Regions from separate parts of the Sus scrofa genome. Here region 2 is linked to region 1. The links are chromatin contacts, called in public Hi-C maps. All regions are on one chromosome and are shown on one strand. Each heading gives the region's core, a stretch centred on a gene start, on an enhancer-like site or on the middle of the called end of the contact. The rest is flanking DNA. Distances are from core to core; before and after follow the strand shown. Region 1 holds the start of HIPK2 (homeodomain-interacting protein kinase 2). Region 2 holds the start of LOC102162486 (putative RNA-binding protein Luc7-like 2).

The links. Hi-C and Micro-C count contacts between places; a contact is called where the count stands out from the background.
Region 2: a contact with region 1 is called in a Hi-C map of liver, with 4 times the contacts expected there. The contact joins the promoter of LOC102162486 here to the promoter of HIPK2 in region 1. A contact is called at or near these places in 2 of 47 Hi-C or Micro-C datasets (fetal skeletal muscle and liver) and 2 of 2 datasets of contacts at active chromatin or transcription factors (alveolar macrophages and skeletal muscle).

Annotation. Positions count from the first base shown.
Region 1 is chr18:9,937,826-9,942,726 of Sscrofa11.1, reverse strand. It overlaps HIPK2 (homeodomain-interacting protein kinase 2), which reads right to left and starts at 2,192. Exons shown (of 15, transcript XM_021078554.1): 1 at 1,976-2,192. The coding sequence starts at 1,994.
Region 2 is chr18:10,330,218-10,335,040 of Sscrofa11.1, reverse strand. LOC102162486 (putative RNA-binding protein Luc7-like 2) reads left to right here and starts at 1,814. Exons shown (of 11, transcript XM_013990780.2): 1 at 1,814-2,317.

The DNA of each region.
Region 1 (4,901 bases), core at 943-3,442:
GATTCTTAAGCCACAACACCTTACTCACCCACAGGTCTTGATCCGGAGTCCTGCGCTAAAAGAACACTGTAGGAAGGACAGGAGTGCCAAGTGTTGGCCTCCGAGGTATTTAGAATGAAAGGAACACGAAGGGAACCGCACGGTTCCCAAGACGGCTTTCGACAAAGTTGACAAAATACAACCCAACCGGCATCCCCGGCCCCCCTGTGAAAAGGAAAGCAGCCGTCTACTCTAGTTACAAATTCAATGCCAAGTTCCTTCTCCAATGCTCACCCAGAGTGTCCAGCAGAGGGAGTCTCAAAGAGGTACTTAATAAAGAGAAAATTGTTTCATTTTAACACTCCATAGACAGTGGGAGCATTGACTGTAGCCCCCTCCCAGAGACACAGGCGAACAATGAACGCCGACCGGGTCCTCCTAGCATGTTCATAGAGCCACCGGCATGCTCCATCCTGTGTGGTGGAGTGATCAGAAATTTCGTTTTGTTTTGTCGAATGGTTAAATGGACCTTGTGTTCTTCAGAATCAGAGAGGAAAGCCCCTGGAATAACATCTCTCTGTTGCCTTCTAAACAGGCCCCTTTGTTTCTAGGAGAGTCTGAAAAAAAATATTTACAGTCCATAGGTTATTTACAGCCTTGTTATCCAGGGCCTGACTGGTAACTTTATTCCATCCAGAACCCTAATTCATCTGGAGCCCTGGAACTAATAACGGATTTTCTTTTCAGATAAGTTTTTTTTTTTTAATCTCCCTTTATAACAGCGAGAAAACTATTAATGTGCTCCCTGTCTCACTGGCCACGAATGTTCTCTGGGTTTATAAAAGAATTAAAAGCCCCTCTCCTTGCCCCTCCTCTGTTCCCCACAAACCCTTGCCCTTCTCATTTGCTATTTCATCCACAGAATATCTGAACAAAACCGAAAGAAAGCCAGATGGACTGACGCTAAAAGTATGTAAAGGCTGCTATTTCCATGATTTCATGAGAAAAACATTTTCACGATGAAAAGGACTGGAAAAAAAAAAAATCAGGCACCCTTTGGTTCAAAATTCCTCGTACTACAAGCACACACATACAAAAAACACACCGAAGTGTAAAAACTTAGTTGATTCCGGTTTGATTTCGGGGTGGAAGCTGACAGAACTGACTGAAGAGAAACGAAAGAGTGCAGGGGAAACGCGGTGCTTCTGCCTTCCGTTCTTTTCTTTCTTCCTAAAGACAGATCAGATCAGAAAAAGCACCCAACGCCAGGTGAAGGTGCACGGCGCAGGTTTACCCAGATCCAGCGAGACAAACCTCCTGGCTGCCTCCCCGACCTGAAAACCTAAACTACATTCTCCCTTACACACGCTGCTGCGGGCAGATTTTAGCCAATTTCATTGTTCTGCCTGGGTCTGAAATGGACTTTTTCCCTCTCTCTCCCCCTCTCATCACCTAACCCGGTACATTCCGATCCGACAGCCCCCCCAAAACCAGAGGCTGGCGAAGAATAAAGGAGCGTGGGGTGGGAATGGAGGGAAATGGAAGGGAGCTGTGAGGACAGAGTGGAAAGCAGATCATCCGAAAGGTAATTTTCTCGCGGGGGGGTGGGGAGGAAAGCTACAGCGCATCACCTTTATTTATTACAAATAAATAAAAAGCACCGTCATGGATCGGTCTTTGCCCCGGCGCCCCCTCCCAATATCTTTTCTTCGGGCACTAGCCCACCCTCGCACCCCACCCCCCCGCCTCTTTCTCCACCCTGGAAATTAGATCTGTTCGATTCCGGAGCCCGGTCGTTCGCCGGGCAACGGAGGGGGCGGCGGGGAGGGGGCGGGCAGCCGGTTCGAGCCCCGGGGGTGGGGCGCGGAGGCCGGGCGCCCGGGGGCTGCGGGCCGGGGGCTGCCTGGCGAGGGGGCCGCGGGCAGAACAAAGCTGCGGGGGCCGCGGCGGCCGGGCGGCGCGGGGCGAACGGGGCCGGCGGGCCGGCGCCCCTTACCTTCGTACACGGGGGCCATCGGGGCCGGGGTGTCCGCGATTCATGGCAACGGAGAAGGGAACGCGGCGCGCGAGCTCGGCCCCCCCAGCCTCAGTCGGAATCTGCCATCTTGAGCCTGTGTCTCCGCTCTCGGCGCAGCCGGGGCCGCCAGCGCCCGCATCACCGCCTCACTTGGCCGGCGCCGGGGGAGGGGGCCGGGCGCCGCCGCCGCCGCCGCCGCCGCGGCCCGGGCCCTGCGCGGGGCTCCGGGGCGGCCGGGCGGGCGCAGCGGCCGAGGCCGAGGGCCGAGCGGCCGCGGCCCCCGAGCGGGTCCGCGGTGGGGCGGGAGCCGGGGCGGGCAGCGCGCGGCCAGTCCCCGGCCGGGGCTCAGCTCAGCATGGCTGTGTGTGGGGGCTTCGGCAAAAGTTGCACGGGAGGCGGAGGAGGGGCGGGAGGAGCCGGGGGAGGGGCGGGGGCGGGGGCGGGAGCGGCGGCCGAGCGCGCGCCAGCGAGCGAGCCGGGGAGCGGAGTCCGCGCGCAATCGAGCGCCGATGGCACGGATGCGAGGCGGGGAAGGCCGAGCGGAGGGCAGGAGCCGGCCGGGGGGTGGGGTGGGGGCGCGGATTAAAGGAAGCCGGGCCGGCGAGGGAGGGCGGCGGTGCGCACCCTTGGATTCTGATTGGCAAAGGAGAGCGGGCCCGCAGGGGCGGCCGCCGCCGAACTTTGCGTGTGCGCGCCGGCTGGGCGGGAGGGGCTGCCCTGGAAAGGGAGCCCCGGCCGGCGGCGTCTAGCCGTCGCGCACCTGGCAGGCGCTGCCCGGGGTCGGGGCGCGGGGGCGGGGGGAGGGATGAATGGAGCAGGGGGCGCCCGCCCTCCCCCGGGGGGGCGGGAATGCGAGAGTGGAGGAGCTTTTCAAATCCCGACGAGGTCGGAGATGCAGAAGCCATGCCGCGCTCGCTTAGGGAACGCAGGGTGGTCGCTGGATTCCTGCGGGAATCTGCTTCCGCCCTGTCCCCTCGGCCACGGGGTCCGGAGGGCACTCCTCCCCGCGCCTATCACCTGGGCGGGTGTTCCACCGACTTCCTCCCAGGCCCCTGCCTTCCTCAACACTCTCTCCCTTCAACTCTACACTCTCCAGACTCTCCGCAGCCCGGAGCCTCGCCAGTGCACTCCTGCGGCTTCGTCTTGGATTCTTTGGTAGATGCCCTGCCATCGCCCCCCACCTAAGACCTGAGTCTCCTCTTAGCCAGTGTTTTAAAAACTGTGGGTCGTGACGCATTAACTGATCAAGAAAGACATTCAATGGATGGCAATCAGCTATTTAAAATAATCAAACGCACTAGAATAGAAAATATTAGACCCCACTGCCCGTAGTAAGAGTAACTATTTGTTTCATAAACCTTCTGTTTTCAGTTATCCATACTGGACAACGATGTAAGTTGTATTTCCCTCTCCGCGTCAGAGGACTCAAAAAAGTTTAAAATCTGTATGTCGGGGGTTACAATAATGAAGGAACCCATTGTCTTCCCACTACCTCTTATCCTTCCCAACCTCCATACCCTGTGACAACCTTCTCCCCCCAAAATCCCCGAAGCCTGTTCACACACTTACCTAGTTTTGTTAGTTGCACATCATTTCCACCCCCACCCGCCCACCCCCACCAGCCTTTGCTCAGGATGACCTTGGACTTTCCCATCTATCCTCCTTGCCTCTGTCTTCTGTGCTACAGCTTCCACCACTGCGCTTAGCCTAATGTCACTCACATGTGCGGAATCCTAGACTACCATGGCTAACAGGGGCCTCAGAGATAGTCTGTCCCCCCACCCAACCCTTTTAAAATAGAAAAGATGAGGCCCAGGGAAGTGAAGTATATTGCCCAATGGTATTAAGTCTTAGGGTTAAGCTCTCAACTCCCACTCTGGTGTTCTTTGCTTCATACCATTCATTCATCCCTTCCGTCTATCCACCTGCCACCTTCATCAGGTCTTAGCCCAGTTTACCATAACACACGGTTTTGTTTTTGCTTTTGTTTTTTAAGTGTTTGGCTACATCCATGCCGTGTGGCGGTTCCAGGGCCAGATCCTGAGCCCTTACAGAGATAACACCATGTAGTTATGCTATAGTCCACGGCGGCGGGGGGGGGGGGGGTTCACACAGTTCTGACCATGCCACACTCCTGCTAATACCCTTGAAAGAGTCAACCTCTGGCTATAGGACCGAGTTGCCCAGCTCCTTGGCTCTTATTCAAGAAAGTCAGGTTCTGACTTTCCAAGCACATGAGTTCAGCAAGTCACTGCCTCTCCAGCCAAACTGGTTTACTCGTGGTCCTCTGCCAGCCTTGGCCAGCTGTGCCTTTGTGCCTTTGCCCAAGCTGCCACTCTCCCACCAAGGAAGCCTTCTCCATCTTCTCTCCTTAACCAGATTCCACCTGTGTCTGGTCTGACTCATTTCCTCCACAAAACAGCCTGAGGTCCCACCAGATAAAAAGAGACCTCAGTTCAGCTCTCTGCTGTTTCACTCAGTAGCTATGTGAACTTGGTCATATTATCTAACCTCTCTGAACTTCAGTTTCTGCATCTTGATTATAATGAGAATAGTAGGAGTTCCTGTCGAGGTTCAGTGGTTAAAGAATCCGACTAGGAACCATGAGGTTGTGGGTTCGATCCCCGGCCTTGCTTAGTGGGTTGAGGATCTGGCGTTGCCATGAGCTGTGGTGTGGGTCACAGACACAGCTTGGATCCCATGTTGCTGTGGCTGTGGTGTAGGCCAGCAGCTACAGCTCCGATTAGACCCCTAGCCTGGGAACCTCCATATGCCATGGGTGCGGCCCTAAAAGAACGAAAAGAAAAAAAATATACAATGAGAATAGTAATAATAACGACGTTCTTCCCCTGTACCTATATGTCCCTGTCGTGACCTTCACCATACAGGTATTATCTCTCTTCCC
Region 2 (4,823 bases), core at 565-3,064, 390 kb before region 1:
CACTATGCTTTTTTTTTTTTTTTTTTTTTCTTCTTTTTATGGCCACACCTGTAGCATGTGGAAACTCTCAGGCTAGGGGTTGAATTGGAGCTGCAGCTGAGGGGCTACCGCCACAGCCACGCAGGATCCCAGCGATCTCTGGGACCTACACCATAGCTCAAGGCAACGCAGAATAACTAACCCACGGAGCAAGGCCAGGTATGGAACCCGCATTCTCAAGGTTACTAGTTGGTTAGTTACCGCTGAGCCACAAGAGGAACTCCCACTATGCATTTAAAGGGATCTTCGTTCGGAGTATGACTATTTCATGTTAACCTTTTTTATCTTGCTGGTAAATTATAAGTTCCAAGACAATGGTAGCTAAAATTTTGATGAAACAATCATAAAAATACCATTATATCCTTTCAAAATACCCTTGTCTCATTTTAAGGAGTTAATTGTTATACAAAAAAAAAAAAAAAAAAAAAAGTTTAAATATCAGGACAGGGCTCCAGGCTGGGCATTTTCTTTCTTTCTTTCTTTCTTTTTTGGCTGCGCCAGAGACAAGTAGAGATTCCCAGACCAGGGATGGAACCCGCATCAGAGCAGCGACCCCCACCGAGCCGCGGCAGTGACAAGACCGGATCCTTAATCCGCTGTGCCCCAAGAGAACGCTAGGCATTTCTTTTAGCTCACTTAGGCCTCCCCACAGTGCTAAGGTATGTATGTTTATCGCCATTAGACGTGAGATTAAGAAATAAACTGCTGAAGGTCCCAGTTAGTAATCCGTCCTTTGGAATGCAGGGTGATGGCAAACCCACAGGCTTTCTTTTTCGTTGTCAATGCTGCTGATATACTGAAAAGGCCTTACCCTACATATTTAACTTCGGCAGGAAAGAAATTGGCTACAAGATTACCTCCTTTCCTTTCTCAGAATACTGCTTAATATTTATAGTTTCTAATTTAGAGTAACAGCTTCCTGCTATATACGTTAACGATGAAAAATCCAAGGAGGTTAGATGGCCAATTTCCTAGTGTATTAATTTCGGGCATTATTTCCTGAACTTGACTTACTCCAGTTCTGGGGGCTTAAAGCCTCCCTGCTTTATTAAGGTCATTTTTTTTTTTTTTTTTTTTTTTGTATTTTTGCCATTTCTTGGGCTGCTCCTGCGGCATATGGAGGTTCCCAGGCTAGGGGTTGAATCGGAGCTGTAGCCACCCGCCTACGCCAGAGCCACAGCAACGCGGGATCCGAGCCCCGCCTGCAATCTACACCACAGCCCACGGCAACGCCGGATCGTTAACCCACTGAGCAAGGGCAGGGATCGAACCCGCAACCTCATGGTTCCCAGTCAGATTCATTAGCCACTGCGCCACCACGGGAACTCCTATTAAGGTCATTTGTTAAAGTCATTAAGGAAAATGACCCAGCTGTCAGATCTCCAGGGCTCCTTCCATAAGGGGTCGGGGAGCAGGGAGAAAAAGGTCGAGTCTACACGATTTTCAGGTCGGCCCCTGAAAACACGTTAACCTGTGAGTACTCATCAGGAATACGCCCATAAGACTGCTAACCTCAGTCGAAACGACGGGCATGGTCTCTACTTACTTTCGACTGGGGCAAACCCTCTGGCTAACCTGGGTCTGATTCGCCAGCAAGGCGTGCGGCACTGCCCTAACAGACCTTTTGGCGCCCCGGGCGGATCCGGCTCGCAGAGCCGTTGAGGCACCAGAGTCTCGCGAGATCGAGGGGGGGGGGTTGGCAGGAGCGGAAGAAGGCCGCGTGCACGCGCCCGAGAGCCGTTAGGGTGGAGCCCCTCCTACGCGGGGCGGGCGGAGTATATACAGTTGAACGCCGGTTGGTGGAGCCCCCGCGGGAAACGACTAAGCGCGAGGAGCGTGCGCGCTCACGTTGCGGCGACGGTGGCGGCGAGCGGCGTCAGAGCTTGGAGGGGGGGGCTGACGTTTTCCGGCGGGTGGCGGTGTTGGAGACGAGAGCTTGCTTAGCCGGTATCGCTTCTCTCCCAGGAACCCGACGGAGCGTGAGGGAGCGAGGGTCGCTTTGGGGGGCTGCTGCCTTCCACGTACGCGTCGTCTTGAGGAACGCAGCCCGGACTCTCCTGCAGCCCCTCCGGCTCCTTTTCCGCACGCCTTGAGGCAGCGGCGGCAACCAAGACAGCGTCTCACCTCCCCCAACCCCTTCCCCCTGCCCCCTCCCCCCCGCCCGAGAGGGCCCGGTCTGCGCCCCACCCCGGCCCGTCCGCCCGCTACGCCGCCGCCATGTCGGCGCAGGCCCAGATGCGCGCGATGCTGGACCAGTTGATGGGCACCTCCCGGGACGGTAAGTCTCTGCCACTGCCCCGGGGGTGGGGGAAGGGATCGGGAAAGCGAGGGGCAGGGGTTCCGCGGGTGCACCTGGGCTTGCGTGTGTGGCTGAGTAAGGGGCTCCCAGATTGGTAACACGAGGTCCCAGCTCCTGTCCCATCCAATCATGGCTGGGCAGGCGGGCTTGGGGGGCGGTGACCGAGCGGATTGGCGGGAACTGCTGCCAATGGGGTCAGGCGGGGCCTGGAGGCTGAAAGGAGAGTTGAAGCGTTCAGTGTTGACTTGGCTGGGACCGGAGAGCCCACGTCTCTCTTGGGTAGTCGGCCGGCCTGTTTTGTGGCTGATTGGGTACCTGGACCGCTAAAGCCTCCGTCCCCCTGAGCTAATTTCCGAACCCAGAGTTTTGGGATCATCCCTCGCCGCCGCCCTCCAGAGAATCCAGAGAGAAGTGACACCCCCTCTCCCCCGCCCCTCTTATCTGGGTCCGGAAAAACCTTTTTCACTAGGAATCCAGTCCCAGAGATGCACTCTCGACCCCCACAGAAACAACTGTTCTTATGGGGAAATCTGACCCAAACCATGGTTTCTTGAGGTGGGTGTGTTTGGCCCATTTTGTAAAAAGAAAGTGTTACGGCCTGTTTTTTCCGGGAGACCTCCATTTTGTTAGACAATTTAATAGAGGCTTTGTTCAGTAAATATTGACAAATCTTGCTTGTTGCCCAAGTAGAACCATTTTGAAAATGTGCCCAGTGAAGTAGAATTGAGGGAAACAACGATCCTTTTAGGCGCTTAGGTTAGAATTTGTGTAGAAAACCACTAATTGCTGGATGGATATCTTTTTGTCATAGAGAATGTCTAAATAAAAAGATAAAGTGCTGTTGCTTTTTTGGTGATGATCGTTAGTAATGTACTCTTTGAAATTCGATTCAAATCCATGCGAATATGAAGGAAGGCTCTAGTTCATTATCTCTTAAAAACAAAGCCAAACCCTTGCTCATTTTTGTATGTTGCTTGTTCAGGCAAATAGTTTCTTAGCCATTAAAGAAGTGCTTTTTTTTTCTTGATAAGTTATTTAAATTGTTTGACTTAAGAGAAAAGGCACACAAACTTTTGAATAGTCCACTGTTATAATTTCCTTAAGTGCTTTGCAGCAGAATGTGTGAGTAGATTAAAAACATTGAATTCAAATGTTTTTAACAGCGCATACTTTGAATCGTTTTTCAGTGTTCCTAGTTCAGTTTTAATAAAAACCCACGTTTGCAACTTTTCTTTATAGAAAATGTAGATCGCAAACCTGTTGTGGTTGTGTAGAGAAGAGGGGAAGACTGGGAAGGAAATGAATTTTATTTGTGTAGTAAATCCTTGCAAGTTAATATTAATTAAAAAACACCACTGGGGAAACTTCTGCCAGTTACCATTTTTTCACTTTCAGAGAAGAATGGTTTTTATAACTGCAGCATGTCTTAAATTGCTCCTTTTCCATTATGAAGATGGTGTTGAGAAGGGGCTTAATCCAGGATTTTGGCTGACCGAATAATCTTTATAGTAAAATTCTAAAACTCACTTAAGTCTTACTTTACATGATCCTTTTAATCCTAAATGGATACCTTTTTTGGTATCCTCTGTATGGATTGAATTTCTTAATTTTACTGGGAGGGTAGTTGGATCAAAGTAACTGCTATCACCTGCTAAATTGCAAACTACGCAGCCAGTCTGGTCTTGCAAAGCTGAATTAAAATGTGTGTGTACATATATATGTGTATATATGTATGTATATACATGTATATATGTGTGTGTATATATGTATATACACACACATTTTTTCCTTTGTGTGTAATTAGCAGAAACTTGGATATCTTAAAATCCACTCTGCTTTGTGTACAAATTTATATTTTTATGTGTCTGTTACTCAATTTTTTTTGCCTCCAGACTAAGAGGATTTACCATTGAAATCATGTTTACAAGTCCATGATATTATTTATCTGAAATGACTGGATTTTCACTGCTGTGTTGGGCCAGAAGTAAGACTTAACTACTTTCAAGGAAAAGAATTGAATGTTTTTTAAGATACCCAAATTAGTTCTTTTATGTTTATAAGAATCAGAACATTCTTTTCCTTCTTACAAGAGAGTTACTGAGTTTACATATTTCATCTTATTAAGGACTTTTAAATAATTAGGATTGTTTTTTTTTTAGTGTACAGTCAACCTCAAGTTATCCAGGGATAGGGGATCATGGATACCTTCCTGAATAACACCATGTAATTTGAAACCATAAAGTGGGAAGCTTTGTATTGGACACAGGAACAGCTTACAGGGAATGCTCTTGGGTGTCTGTGGCATTAAGAGGTGGAAATGGGGATCCAGGAGGTGGGGAAGAGGTGGAAAAGGTATGTGGGAGGGTGTTGAAGGTAGCTCTGTCCACCTTTTTTTCTTTGTGTTTTTTTAATCTCAGGGACTAACTATGAAGCAACCACTGTCTTTTTGGATGGTGGGACTCTGGGTGGCAATAACCACCCCTTC